Linked DNA regions of Mus musculus: region 2 is linked to region 1. A link is a contact called in public Hi-C data. All regions are on one chromosome and are shown on one strand. The core of a region is the stretch at or near the end of the contact, and the rest is flanking DNA. Distances in the headings are between cores, read along the strand shown. Region 1 overlaps Gm41257 (a long non-coding RNA gene). Region 2 has its middle 37 kb from the start of Gm41259.

What was found. Hi-C and Micro-C count contacts between places; a contact is called where the count stands out from the background.
Region 2: a Hi-C map of bone marrow-derived macrophages shows a contact between it and region 1, with 8 read pairs. The contact joins two enhancer-like sites. A contact is called at or near these places in 3 of 484 Hi-C or Micro-C datasets (the AML12 cell line, bone marrow-derived macrophages and nephron progenitors) and 1 of 115 datasets of contacts at active chromatin or transcription factors (embryonic fibroblasts).

What each region holds. Positions count from the first base shown.
Region 1 is chr15:5,260,848-5,265,276 of GRCm38.p6, reverse strand. All of the region lies in intron 1 of Gm41257 (a long non-coding RNA gene), which reads right to left. Among named protein-coding and RNA genes, the nearest start is that of Gm41257, 8.4 kb to the right of the region's middle. Within about 2 kb of position 1,911, at least 36 of the 459 cell types and tissues checked have an H3K27ac peak or open chromatin away from gene starts, as enhancers often do. A contact at or near this core is called in bone marrow-derived macrophages, where this site is marked.
Region 2 is chr15:6,079,109-6,083,593 of GRCm38.p6, reverse strand. No RefSeq gene overlaps it. Among named protein-coding and RNA genes, the nearest start is that of Gm41259, 37 kb to the right of the region's middle. Within about 2 kb of position 2,688, at least 37 of the 459 cell types and tissues checked have an H3K27ac peak or open chromatin away from gene starts, as enhancers often do. A contact at or near this core is called in bone marrow-derived macrophages, where this site is marked.

The DNA.
Region 1 (4,429 bases), core at 662-3,161:
AGTCTGAAGAAGCCACACATTTTCAGAACCAATAATAATCCCTTGGTGACCCATCCTAGCCACCAGATGAGACAATCTTCACAGGCTAGATCTGATATCAGTCAAGATCCATGAGTCCATCTCCTTTAGGATTCCATACACCTATGTGTGGGGATATAATTTTTCAGTTGCTGCAAGTTGCCCTGAGGAGGCTGGGATATTACCGTGTGCACCCTGCAAGTGACGTTCAGCCTCCACGTTCAGTCACTCCTGTTAAGCAGCTTGCATCTATGGAGTGCTGAGAAGAGTCCATTCTGCTCTTCTCGGTATTTAAAGCAATTCCTTTCTAGGAAACTATAACCAATCCTGCCTCAACTTCTCTGTAGCCAGCTCAATTTTTGCACATCAGCCAAACATAATACTTGCTGTTCAAGATGTGGGGAGATGCCAGTTCTGGATTCATTGATGCTCAAGGGCAGAGCTTTCTCAAATTTGGTTTGGAGAAGATGTCATAATTCCCAGATCAAGAGCTTCCTTTCTTATGGAATACTATTTATCAGTGAAATGGTTCTGGGGTTTTGGGTTTAATTGTGCAACTATACAATGCAGAAGGGTGGGGGAGGGTATGCCACTTCAGCTAACAATAAAAACATCTAGTAAATTAACACCTATGATGTTAATGATGGGCGTGTACCCCTCCTAAGCACTTTCCACAGCTACCTCGTTTAATCCTACAGCGAAACTAAAAGTAGGCATTAATGCAATACCATTTCACACAAAAGAAACTGAGACAAAAACATACTCAACAACTTGCCCAGAGTTGTTACAGCTAAGAATCGTAAGACCAGAATTGTATGCCAGGCAGCTGTGTCTTTCCATTGCATACCTAACACAAGCAATTTGGGGAAAAACAAAAACAAAACAAGACACAAAACATTTTTCGTTTGTTTCAAGTTGAATAAGTAAAGACTGAGTTAATTATCTGATTTTTGTTATTTAACTCACAGCTTTATTAAAGCTGAAAAGATCCAGTTAAATGTACGAGAAATGTTCCATACTGCATAACCTCAATGATAAAGTAATTCACCATCTCACTATCACATGCAAAGCTCTCGAACAATGCCGCGACTTGGGTATGGTCATTTTGCCTTGTTAATGAAAACAAAAGGTAGATTTAAAACAAAGAAAGAAAGAAAGACAGAAAGAAAGAAAGAAAGAAAGAAAGAAAGAAAGAAAGAAAGAAAGAAAGAAGGAGGGAGGGAGGGAGGGAGGGAGGGAGGGAGGGAGGGAGAGAGGGAGGGAGGGAGGACAAGTAACAGCACAGACAATGCATGTTATATGTCAAATAGACAAGCTGACAATACATACATTTTTAAATTCTTCTAGAAACATTTGAGCATTCAGCATTCTAAGTATTAAGGATTTTAATTTTAATTTATCATTTTAATTTGAAAATGATAAAAGGTTAAAAAAACTCAATAGTTTTGGTAGTTTTTATTATAATTGTGGCAATATTGGTTTTCAGAACTTAATAAAATGAAATAAACACCTTACTAGATGCTTATCTTAATTAAATATTTTTTATTATATTTCAAAAGATTATGAATTAGGTACTAGGTAACTATTTCCTTTGTTACTAAATAACAACTTAACTAGAGCTTCATTTTGTTTAATGTTTACACTTTCTTTCCACCGCTTTTTCTTCCAAAAATAATAAAGGAAATACCATAAATCTCTTTGACTTGTAGAAAGGTTTCAAAACAAACCACACAAACATGAGAAATGCAAGCAATTTTGACAAGTTAATTCTCCGACACCGCAAACGCATGACTTCTCCGATGACGGGCCATGAATTCACTGTGTAGCATAAAGCCACTTACACTTCAAATTGCCCATTTACTTTTCTTATCTAGTTTCCTCCATTTGCATAATGTGTTAGTAATCACCCTCATTCTTCAGTGAGCTATCCCCAGTTAATTTCGGTCTGAAGGTTTGTAGTCATTTACATCCTCAATTCGCTTTCGAATTCTGTCAGAATAATAAAAAGCCCTGTAAGGATTGCCTTCCTGCGGGCTGGCTGTGATGCCCACTCTCTGAAATTGAAACTGGAGTCCCAACATGACTACCAGTAAAGAGGGACAAGGCTCTCAGGGCAGGGAGCAAGGGGACATGGGTTAGGGTCAGCTCTAATCCAGTCTGACTGGTATCCTGACATGAGGCAGGTTCTCTGGGGACACAGAAGCAAGGCAAAAAGAGCCTGAGCATCTGCATAGCACAGAGATGTGTCTGAATCTTAACTTGCCAATACCCTTGCAGCTTCCACAGCTGTAAGAAAGGAAATTTATCTTGCTTAACCTACTTTGTGTGCGGTATGTTATTTTGGCAGGACAAGCAGACCATGGAGAACCTTGCTCAGCTCCCCCACAGAGCCAATTCAGGATGGTGTCTTCGCTCTGGGTTTTCAAACCTTTCTTTTCGTTCACAGTTCTTCTCTTTTCTTGTCACTCATACCAAACTTAAATGTAAGACTTCATAAGATTGGCAAAGTAGATCAGTTCAGAAACACATGTTCAACTCTTGATTGGTTTATTTTTAGCAGGGAGAGGACAGGAAGTGGAAGATAATGAAGAAACCTTATGGAAATTGATTTCTGTGTTGCTCCCGACTTTGGTGAGAGAAGCTGCTTTTTGCAGTAGATATCGCTTAATTCAGAAACTCGTAACTGGGCAAAGCATCCAGTATATGTAACAGTGCGGGCTCCGCTGTGAGTGAAGTCTACTGAGTCAGCCTTCCACTGTGGAAGGATCAGGCAACAGGGTCGGAGAAGGAGTGGGAAGAACGGAAGAGAACTGTGAAGTGCTGCCTTCCCGACACAACCTGACAGATGCTGCACTTGTGGTGCCTGTGCAAGACCAAACCAGTCAAAATTCCAGCACAGATGGTAAAGTAGCCCTGGCGTAGTTATTGGCAGCTGGTGGCTGCTGAGCGAGGGAGTTACTCTCCTTTGGGACTTGGCCACCGGTAGGTTGCCATGCCCCAGTGAGCAGCCCCACATACCGTGTACTCAGTGGACTCGGGGAATTATTGATAACAACAACAAAAAGAAAGCATAAAGTAGAAAAGAAATGGAATGGGGATATGATGGAGGCTTGGGGAAGAAGGAATTGATTGACACTGTCAAGATGCATTGAAAAAAATGTATGAAAATTTCAAAAAATGAATAAAATAGTTTAAAGGCAAAAGGTAAATAGGGGTTCAGGGGAAACTGCAGCGGGTGGGTGTGTTGAAAACATTAACTGTAGCAATGATTACACAAGTGAGTATTTGTCTTCAAGTTCACCGTATTGTACACCTTAAATGTGGACAGTTCTTTTCTCTGTCGGTCTAGCTTGGTACAATTGTTTTGGTTTGTTTTGCTTTGCTCCATTGCTTTGTTTTTGGTTGCCTGTCATGGTATTTTGGCTCTATATTTACTTATTTTGTGATTTCATACATTTGCACAATGTACTTAGATCATATACAACCCCTCCAGTTCCTTCTCAGCAGCTCCTTCACAGTCACAGCCTCTCATAATTCCCCATGACATTTTTTTTCCCAGATAGGGTTTCTCTTTGGAACCCTGGTTGTCCTGAAACTCATTCTGTAGACCAAGCTGGCCTCAAACTCAGAGATCTACCTTCCTCTGCCTCTTGAGTGCTGGGATTAAAGGCATGAACTACCTACCACTGCCCAAGGCTTTTCTTTTTCTTTTTCTTTTTCTTTTTCTTTTTTTTTCTTTTTCCTTTCTTTTTCTTTTCTCTTTCTTTTTCCTTTCTTTTTCTTTTTCTATTTTCTTCTATCTTTTTAAAGGACCCATTGGGTTCAACTAGTACTGCCCATCTGTGCATGGGTGTAAAGCCACCCATTGGAGTATGAAAATGGAGTATGAAATGAAAATGGAGTATGAAATCTACCATATGCCAGTTTCCTTCAAGGGAGGAGTTTACTCTTTCAAAATAGATCAGACTATGAAGCTTGGGCTGTCCTCAGACTTGTGATATCTCTGAGCACAGGCGTTATAGGAGCACACCACCATACCCAACACACAATATAATGGTTTAAAATAGATAAAGGGAACTATTGAGAAACATCTGTGGAGCTCTGTGGGCTGCCTGCTCACGCTACGCAGATACCTCCCACCCTGAAAAAGTAGCTCCTCCTGTTTGAAGCCAGGGACCTCTCCCACCTTCCAGTTTGCTTTCTGTTGCTGTGATAAGGCCCTGACTAAAAGCACCTTGGGATGGAAAGAGTTTATTTTTTCCAACAAGTCCACATCCCGGTCCATCACTGAGGGGGTTCTGGGCAGGCGCTCAAGGAGTAACCTGGAGTCAGAAACTGAAGCAGAGATTGTGGGAGAATGGTATTTAACCTTGTTGTTTTTCTAAGTCCCAGGTCCCATATATTGTGGGCT
Region 2 (4,485 bases), core at 1,439-3,938, 820 kb before region 1:
ATTATATAATTCATCTTCTAGTGCACACAGATATTTTCTGTATTGATAATTGCAAATAATGCTATGATGCACATAGCTATGTTTTTGAGGTATGAATTCCAATTCCTTTGGATATAGCTAAAGAATTGGAATTGATAAATCAAGTGGTATTTCTATTTTCAGGCCTTCTGAGGAACTTCCACATCTTTTCCATCAATTGAAAAGATACCAGTCCCATCAACAGTGGACAAGAGGTTCCCTTCTGCTATTCTCTTTTCAATATTCATAACAATTTGACTTTTAGATTATGGTCATCTTAAGAAGTGTAGAATAATATTTCATCATAGATTTAATCTGTGTTTTCTTTCCTTTTTATGTACATATGTATATGTGGCATATTGGGTATATTATGCTTGTATGTGTGGGAGTACATATGTGTACAATTATGTATCCTTGTATGTCCATGTGCATATTGAGACTCAGGGTGGACATCAGGAGTCTTCTTTGTTAGATATCCACCTTGTTCAGGCTTGAGTCAGGCTTTCTTAGTTGAACACAGAGCTGCTAATATGAGCTTGGTGCTAATTTAGCTTGTAAATTTTCTCTGGTATTTCCTTGTATGTATCTCCCTTCTGAGCCCTGGAAGTACAAGAAAGGGACACATACCATCAGGTGTTTTATGGGTGCTTGAAATACAGATTCAGGTGTCATTACATTTAGGAAGCAAGTGTTTTCCTGCTAAGCCAGTCTCCTGGCCTTAGCTTCTTATTTTTTCCTCATGGTGACTGAGTTTGAGAAATTTCTCATGTATCGTAGAGTTTCAGTGATCAGAACAACATGGAACTGGCACAAAAAGAGATGTATAAAGCCATGGGACACAGTAAAGCATCCAGAGATAAATCCATAAATACAATCTACTAATTCTGAACAAGGATGCCAGGAATACAAAATAAGAAAATGGCAAGCTGTCAAACTAATGAAGCTCATATACAAAACAATGAAACTGAACCATTAGATTATATAATACACACAAGCTAACAAAAAATGGATGAAGATTTAATTATAGGGCTGGAAACCACAAACATTCTAGAAGAAAACACTGGCACAACTGTACAACTGGTCTTGGCATGATTTTACCAATATTATTTCCCAAAGCATAGGCAATGCAAAACAAAACAACTAAATAGGACTCCGTAAAGTATACATTTCTGAGTTAGTACAATTTGACTTTAAATATCAGTCATCCTACTACATGTAAAGGTATAGCTTATTTTTGCTTTGATTTCCAGATATTTTTTTAAAAAATGTGTGTGTGTGTGTGTGTGTGTGTGTGTGTGTGTGTGTGGTGTGTATAGGCTGAGTATGCCTTGAATTCAACTTGTAGACCTTATAAAGGAAACCAACATGATGCATGAAAATATGTTCAAGCCATTTGTCTAATAGGACATTAATATTTAAAGGGAAATATCTAAAATTGCAAACATTGAGGCAGTTTCAATTGAACAGGCAAGTGCACAGTGGATAACTTTGCAAATTTGGTATATGGATAAACAACAGTTAAATGAAAACTGGTGTGGCATTAAAGCTCTGTTTGCCCATGCTCTATCGTTTTACTTGCCAAAACAAAGCTTTGCTGATTTTGCCGTTCAAAATATGCCTTATCAGCTTCAAAATTACCTTTCATATAGGATTCAGTGGTCCTACACTGGTGACCACGAGATAAGTCAGAGCCCCACAAAGAAATTGTTTAGAGATGCACCAGAGATGTTGTTAACTGGGAGCCATTTAGGAACTGAAAGGAAACCAGGAGTTAAATAATACTTAAACAATATTTAGTTTTACTAGATGCTCTAACATTATTTTGTCCACGTAAAGAGACTATTTCTGTCTTTATGGTGTGATGTTATATGGTCTCTATGTTACTTGGTTTGCCTCTTCGCCTTTCCCTTCCACTCCAGCCCGAAATGACTTGTTGTTCAGCAGCCGATAGAAAGTTGTTTGAGTCAGCTAAAAGATCATCGTGAGCACTTGAGAGTTTTGAGGCCTGAGAAGACAGCCAGCTTGCATGACTAGGTTGGGTGACTTCTTCCTGTTTGCTGACGAATGTTTGCATGTTTGGCAGAATGCGGTTTAAGGGTTGCTTCCATTGTAACAAGCCTTCTGTTGGTAGGAGGCACATAGTGTTCTCTCTCAGCTGGAAGCCTTCCACACAAACCAAAACAAAACTGAAAACAAAACAACGAAAATCCTTCCTAGTTTCTAAAAGGCAAATTTGCCTTACTCTGGTCTGCCTCTGTAAGATTTTATCATTGACTTGCCATTGGAACGTTTTGTTCTCTGGATGTTCTTCTCATAATAATTCACTAAACATCAAAGAGGAACTCCACTGACCCCTTAATAATGAGATGCTTCCCTCTGGCTTCAGACCATGTCTATGAAAAAGTAACTCATTCACGGAGATCTGTCCAGCATGAGCATTTTGTTTGGATTTTAGCTATCTTTTCTCCTGAGTTATGAGGGTGTTTTAGACACACTATGAATCTGATTGAAACACTATTTTTGCAGTGAAATTCAGTAAGTGTGTTTTACCCAGGATCAGTTAGTGTGGTCACTAAACAGGATCCTACCTGAGTGTGTTGTCAGGACACAATACTATAGCTCTCTGGCCACTCTTCCGAGTTCTCTCCTCTGCCCTGTGTGCAGCAGAGGGCAGTAGTGAACTGTGCATTTTATGTGGTTTCTTTCTCCAGAAACACAAACCAAGTCAGTATAATAACAGTAATCTTGAACATGCCCATTATTGAATAATATTTTTTCTTTTGAACAAATCATCATTTACTTAGGTCACACACCCATATATAGCTTTTAATTTCTGATCTGAGACTTAACACTATAATTCATGCAATTTAGGATTTGAATATAGTATTGTTTTGCAAATAGACATTCACAAGTCAAATGTGGACAAGAAAAAATATAATTGTCTTAAGGAAATCTTGAGCATGTGCAATACAGACACACACCCACACATCTCTCTCTCTCTCTCTCTCTCTCTCTCTCTCCATATATATATGTATGTGATGGCATATATAAAATATAAAGCTTATACTCTTCCTCAAGGAAACATGTTCTCCCTTATCATCCTTCCAAGTAAATGAAATGTTTCTTATCAAATATAGTAACATGAATAGAAGATTTCTCCCCATAGGCTTATATATTTAACACTTTGTCCCCATTGCTGGTGCTTTTGGGGGACGCCATGGAAGTTTCAGGACAAGAAACTCACTGCAGGAAGAGCTTTACTGGGGAGGTCTTTGAGAGTAACTAGCCTTCCTTGTTCCATTTCCACATTGCTGTCCAGCTTTCGCTTTTCTGTTGCCCTCTAGGCCTCATGCTTTTGTTGAGCACTGTGGCGCCTTTCTCTCCCATTACTGATTTTCCTTCTCAGTGCTAGGTCAAAATAAACTCTTTCTTTTATAAGTTGCTTTGGTCATTGTGCTTTTATCATGGCAACAAAATCATGACATTGATAAAACTTAAAGATTATAAAATTATATGCTAGGAATGCCTTCCCCACATCTCAGTATCTATTTTTTACTTTCTTTGAGTTTGTTAGTTTCATCTTTTTGCTTTTTTTTTTGTCTGTGTGTATGGGAGGATAGCATACACTGGCTTTCTGAGTGCTGATGATGGCAGAGACACATTACTATACCTTGGTAATTTCAACGTTCTAGCATTTCTTTTAACTCGATACAAGATATGTTTTAACAGGAATGTTTAGTCAATTTACATTGATTCCACAGTAAATTACCTATTCAACATTAAATGCTTTCCTCAGATTGGAGTTCTTCAGTATTTTCCATCTCATTGAAAAGCACAGGCAGTCTCTAGATGGTCCATCTGGGGATCCATCCCATAATCAGCCTCCAAACGCTGACACCATGGCATACACTAGCAAGATTTTGCTGAAAGGACCCTGATATAGCTGTCTCTTGTGAGGCTATGCTGGGGCCTAGCAAACACAGAAGTGGATGCTCACAGTCAGCTATTGGATGGAACACAGGGCCCCCAATGGAGGAGGTAGAGAAAGTACCCAAGGAGCTGAAGGGATCTGCAACCCTATAGGTGGAACAACAATATGAACTAACCAGTACCCCTGAGCTCTTGTCTCTAGCTGCATGTGTATCAGAAGATGGCCTAGTCAGCCATCATTGGGAAGAGAGGCCCATTGGTCTTGCAAACTTTATATGCCTCAGTACAGGGGAACGCCAGGGCCAAGAAATGGGAGTGGGTGGGTGGGGGAGCGGGTGAGAGAGCGTGTGGGGGACTTTTGGGATAGCATTGGAAATGTAAATGAGGAAAATACCTAGTTAAAAAAAAAAAGATATCCTGGACTGCGTGTAACGAATTGTAAAATCTGCCCAATGATCCTGAGAAAGTCATGAAAATTTATAAAGTCGCATTTATAAAGCTAAGATAAAAGCTCTTGCCTCAAAGGGTTTTGTGATC